Linked DNA regions of Zea mays: region 1 is linked to region 2. The links are chromatin contacts, called in public Hi-C maps. All regions are on one chromosome and are shown on one strand. Each heading gives the region's core, a stretch centred on a gene start, on an enhancer-like site or on the middle of the called end of the contact. The rest is flanking DNA. Distances are from core to core; before and after follow the strand shown.

Evidence for each region. A called contact is a pair of places that touch in the nucleus more often than the background predicts.
Region 1: a contact with region 2 is called in a Hi-C map of leaf, with 6 times the contacts expected there. The contact joins the promoter of LOC100273962 here to the promoter of LOC100277510 in region 2. A contact is called at or near these places in 4 of 25 Hi-C or Micro-C datasets (endosperm and leaf).

What each region holds. Positions count from the first base shown.
Region 1 is chr1:20,116,336-20,119,075 of Zm-B73-REFERENCE-NAM-5.0, reverse strand. It overlaps LOC100273962 (oligomeric Golgi complex component-related protein), which reads left to right and starts at 1,485. Exons shown (of 12, transcript NM_001360500.1): 1 at 1,485-1,672; 2 at 1,756-1,908. The coding sequence starts at 1,523.
Region 2 is chr1:19,879,996-19,882,843 of Zm-B73-REFERENCE-NAM-5.0, reverse strand. It overlaps LOC100277510, which reads left to right and starts at 1,322. Exons shown (of 8, transcript NM_001367326.1): 1 at 1,322-1,641; 2 at 1,750-1,890; 3 at 2,679-2,848. The coding sequence starts at 1,427.

The DNA.
Region 1 (2,740 bases), core at 236-2,735, 240 kb before region 2:
CGGAATTTGTTAGCTAAATTTGCGAGATTGACTCGGGAACCGACTTGTAACGGGTCCAGACCTTCCCTTTATATAGATGAAGGGCTACGGCCGATTAAGCCCCCAACAGTCGATCAAAACAAATATACTTCTCGTTTTTACCTTATGTATTAGGAGTAGTTCTAGTTTAGCCTCCCTCTACATCAAATCTTTACCTCTCTTCAGCTATACGTCGACTAGATGCATCTTAGGTGGTCTGCCGATTCTATGACACACCCTAAGATCTCTCCTCCCTGACGGGATCTCTCCCGGGAGACGACATATAGATCTATTGCGAGGAAGGAAAGACCCTCTACGCCATCGCGGACCGTTCGAGCCCTAGATGTGGATCTTCCGGACGTACGTAGAGGAGGAGATGCTTCTGCGCGAGGTCGCGGACCGTCCGGTCCTATGCCACGGACCGTCCGCGTCTCTGTAGAGAGCACCACCAGACGGTTCATCTCCAGTGTTTGGCACTCAGATCTACGCCAACAGAAACTTGTTTTAGTACCTAGCGATCATTTTCTAATAAGCCATTTATAGATATGGCTATATGGACATCCCCGCCTCCGTGAATATCATTTTTAGAAACAAAATTTAAAAAAACATTTCAAAAGAAGTTGGGACAAGTCCACACCCTGCAAGACTCCAGTTTGTAACCTTTAAAACTAATAGGTAGCTATTAAAAATAGTTGTTGGATTCTAAACACCCTTAACTAATAGCGTAGTTAATTGTTAGCTATCTCACAACTAACAATTAGTTCATTAGTTGGCTCTACTCAATTAATAATTTATTAGTTGACTAACTATTAGCTATAGGGATTTCAAACATAGCCTAAGTCATACACCTTGAAACATGGTCTGTTTTTTTTTTCTGGCGAGCTTTTTTAATAATCTGGTTGTAGAGAGAATCTAAGTATCATAAAAATTACGTGTGGCGTCAGATAAAAGGATTCATATGGTTTAGGATCTATGAATCGTGACGATTCGATCGATTGTGTGTTCGCGTTGATTTTGGACGATTTTGATAAAAGCGATTCTTATAAAACGGGATGAAAAACTAATCATTTGGTAGTGTGTATCAGTTTTTAGTGGTTAGAATAAGAAAAGGCTGAAACAAACATGCCCTATATAAAAATGGAAAACAACCGATTTTAGTTGTTGAAGCAGTTAGAACATGTAAATTTTTAGCTTAAAGAGGTGAATCAGACTAAAAAAATAGTTGAGAAAGGCTAGGATAAGTTTTTTTTTCATTTGCTCTAGACATAACATGGACCTTTTGGGCCGGAAAGTGGGTCCTTTGATGATCCTTAGGCCGAAGAGTGGGCCCTGGGCTCTACAGTGGGCTTTGTAATGTTCTGGGCTGAATATTTGACTATTTAATTTGAGGGACTAAAACGTAACAGAAACAAAACTGAAAGGGGCAGCTGTTAAAACCACCCACCCTTCTTCTCCAGTTCCTCATCACCACTGAGTCACGACTCCAGATCTCGCACCGCTCGCCATGGACCTCCTCGACGCGAGGCACCGCCACACGCCGGATTTGAGCTCCTCCCAAGATGCCGCCTCCAACATGGGGCTCCCGCTCGCCGGTGCCGCCTACCAGCCCTACGTTTCTGAGCTTCTTTCCTTCTCCATCGAGCGCCTCCACAAGGTTCATACGCCAACATTTGCTGCGCGACCCTTTATTGGCGGCGATGGTAATTCCGAATTTGTTGGCTTGCTGAACGATTGTAGGAGCCGGAGCTTTTGAGGGTCGACGCGGAGCGGGTGCGGCGGCAGATGCAGGAGGTGGCGGTGGAAAACTACGCCGCGTTCATCGCCGCCTCTGAGGCGCTCTCCTTCGTCCGCGCGCAGCTTGAGAGCTTCGACGGCCACCTCGAGGCCATGGTAATGCGGCCGGTCCCTCCCTACTCGTAGTACTCTTTACTCCGTTGCTTTCTCTGCCCCCTTTATACCAAAAGTTGTTGCTCCATGTAGTTCAGTAAGTGTGTCTTCAGCCAAATGCAAAATGAACTGATATGATTAATTCTTGCGGAGGGATTGAGTTCAGCTGCTTTATGCTGGTAGCAAGTAGATCACTGATCTTGTTATTGTTGCACCCCAGATATGTGGTGTGGTTGCCCATTAAGTGGAAATGCAATTCTGATAGCAATGTGGTCATTTTTAAGTTGATTTTTCCAGCTATTGTTATTGATCACGAAATCACGATCATATGGATGTAATAATAAGCGAATCTAGTAGAACCTCTTTTTTGGAGCTAAGCTTTCATATAGTTAACCTAATTACTTCGTGAAAACATAGTGCATGTATCTTCAAATTTGCGTACCAGGATAGAAATACCCTGAAAACAGTACGGCCAACAATATTTTTATTAAACACAGTTCATGAAAGGATTAATTTAGATTTATAGATTGTATCCATCACAAATATTTGCAGTATGGTTATTCTATTAACCTATCAAAACCTATGTATTAAGTTATATGCTAGGGTTGTGTTGGATTTGTGGCCATACAAGAAGGGATCGAGACTGCAATAGTGATATACGTGATAGTCTAGGGGTAGCACCAATCGAAGAAAAACTTGTCCAACACTGATTGAGATGGTTTGGATATGTCCAACGAAGACCTTTAGAGGCACGGACACACAGTGCATAGTGGGATTCTAAGACACGATAGTAATGGGAAGGAAGGCAAGGGAAGGCCAAATTTGACATGGGAGG
Region 2 (2,848 bases), core at 73-2,572:
TGGTGGCGTGTAGTGGTGGAAGGTGTTATTTGTAAATTGAATGATCAACTAGAGACGTTAGATCTAAAATAAGTGGTGGTGATTTAATATGTGCATCATGTGCACCAATCTTTTATGTGCACCAGATATGTCCCCAAAACTAAATATGCACGGGACTAATGCCTCCCAGAAAACTAACTAACCCAACTAAAGCCCGGCAGTTCAACACTTCAACCAACAAGTGTCCGAGCAACAAAGCCCGACAACGAAACAATGACCAATACAGTCAGATCTGGTCATCTGGCACCGAAAGCGATCCCTGAGCCCACAGGTTGTCTGCAGAAGAAACAAAACGTAATGGCATATAAATGGCCTGCGTTGACGACAGGACACGAAGCTTTCCCGAAGCACCCAACTACCCAAGCTCCCAACGGCGGCCGGCGGGAGTGAATTCGGCTTCGTCTGCGTCCACCTGTTTGATTCGTTGCGTTTTTAATCGGACGACGTCGACGTATGGACGTGTGCCGAACTGCCGATCGCCTGTAAAAAAAGGAATGCCGGTTTCCGCCGGAAGGGCATTGCCAGCTTTTCCACAATCGCCGCAAAAAAATTTCTAAAGGCGAGTTTTGGCAATCCCATTTTTTTCAAAAAAAATCTATTTTTTAAAAGAAAATTTATTTTATTTTACTTTAAGAAAATGAGAATCTCATGAAAAAAAATGGAATTATCATTCTTTCCGTAAAAATCGGAAGCGTGCTATTACTGAATTAAATTTCTGAGATAAGAGCAACTACAGTAGTTGTCTAAAAGACTTCCTAAATCAATAATTTAGGTAGTTAACATGAAAAGTATTCTCCAATAGTTCTCTAAATGAACTTTCTAAATTTAACAACTTGTCAGCTAACCTCATTTTCTCTCTACATTTGGCAACCATTTAACAACTCCCTAAACAAAAATGTTGATTGCATTATATAGTTTTTGTGACTTATTTTTTATGTGGATAAATACAAAACAAAATTACAACCTATATTTAGAGAACTATTGGAGAACTCACATTTTTTTACTCCAAAAGACATTTAGCAACTTCTTAAATCTGTGATTTAGAGAGCTAAAATTTATATAACTATTGGAGTTGCTCTAATAAGATTTATATCATATCAGGAGTAAATTTCTGAGAACAGGGTTCTTATTTCAGGGAACCGACGGGTAGGGGAAATTGCCTGCAAATACGAAGACGCGTAGAGCTCCGCTGACGGCAAGTCACGCTGCCTGCACTGGCGTAAACGCGCGCCTCGCAGCCCCAAAGCAAGAACAACTTTGGTTAGTTTAACTGCCGCATCTACCATTCGTCCATTCCACCCCCCATCTGCCCTCACCAGAGCTTCCCCTTCCTCACTGTGGTGGCTTGGTGGGGGGGATCCGCGCCTCCCCCATCGCTGGCCAGCTCATGGCGCCCCCGCCGCCGGAGGATCTCCAATGCGCCGTGAACGTCAAGTGCGCCGCGCCGCCGGCGCTGGCCGCGGGGGACGGCGAGCTCCGGTGGCTGCGGCGGTGCGTGGAGGCGGCAGCGAAGGGCTTCGCCATCGGCGCAGGCCTCAAGGGCGGCCTCGCGCTCTTCTCCGTCCTCGTCCGCATCCGCAGCCGCCGCTCCCCCAGATCGAGGTCTCTCACTCGCGGGCGCACAAGCTGGATGTTTTGGTGCGGGTTTTTTTTTGGGGGTCTTACGGCTCTAAAATTAGTTCTCGTGCCGTGGCGTGCTGGTGAGTGCAGGAAGGCCGGAGCTATGACCAACGAGGAGGCCGTGGTGCTCGCGGTCAAGGAGACTGTGAGGTATGGCTTGTTCTTGGGGACCTTTGCCGGCAGCTACGTCTCCGTCGATGAGTACATCGCCGCCGTCTGGGGACGTAAGAGGTCAGTGCATGGGACCATCACAGTATAAATAATTCCTACTTAGGAACTGCGAATTTGCTTCATGTGGAGGTGATTGGTGATTGCTTCTGTGATGATTTGAGCAAACCATGTGTGTTGCCTTTGGTTAGTCGCGTGTGAAGATAATGGATTGTAGTTGTACCTTTGTAGGTGAGAATTGAGTGTATTTAGTTATCTGTCAAGTGATGTGTTTCAATGAACATGTCTAGAAGATGAAAAGCAACAGAAAATAGATCGTGCAGCTGGTGTTACTTTAAAAAAAATAGTATGAGAGGCCAGAGCTGGTGCTTTTGTGAGGATTAATTGAATTTCGATAGAAATGATTGCTGACTGCAGTGAGAATTTGATGACAGTTCTACAGTTGCAAATAATTCTTCTTGTGCATGCAATTTTTGTTCATTATTAGTGATCCAAGAACCAAGATGCTAGTTTTGATTGCCCAAGTGTTGCATCGCTGTGTTGTTTACTAAGATTAGTTGAAACAAGAACCTGTGGAATTTTGTTCGATATTATACGACTTCTGCAGCCTGATGTTATTCAGTATTATTGTTGTGAGAAGCTCAGTAGTCCAGTACTTATCTTTCATGGGTCTTATGCTGAACCCAGATATGATCAAGATGCTATGTGGCAGTTCCTATCCTGCTATTTTGTAGTTGTTTCTTATTGACATAACACCTCAGCATCTTGTTCCATTATAGCTTCAACGTCTCTTTGAAGCACTAGGTCGATTTTATTGGACAATGTATAACTGAATACTCTTGTTACTTCAGAACAGCAAGGTGGAGGTCATTTTTAGCTGGGTTGATTGCTGGTCCTTCTATGCTCCTGACAGGACCAGGAACTCAGCATACTAGCTTGGCTATATACATTCTGATGCGTGCAGCAGTGCTTGCATCCCGTTGTGGAATAAAGAGCAAGCGTTTTGGAAAGATCTGTAAAC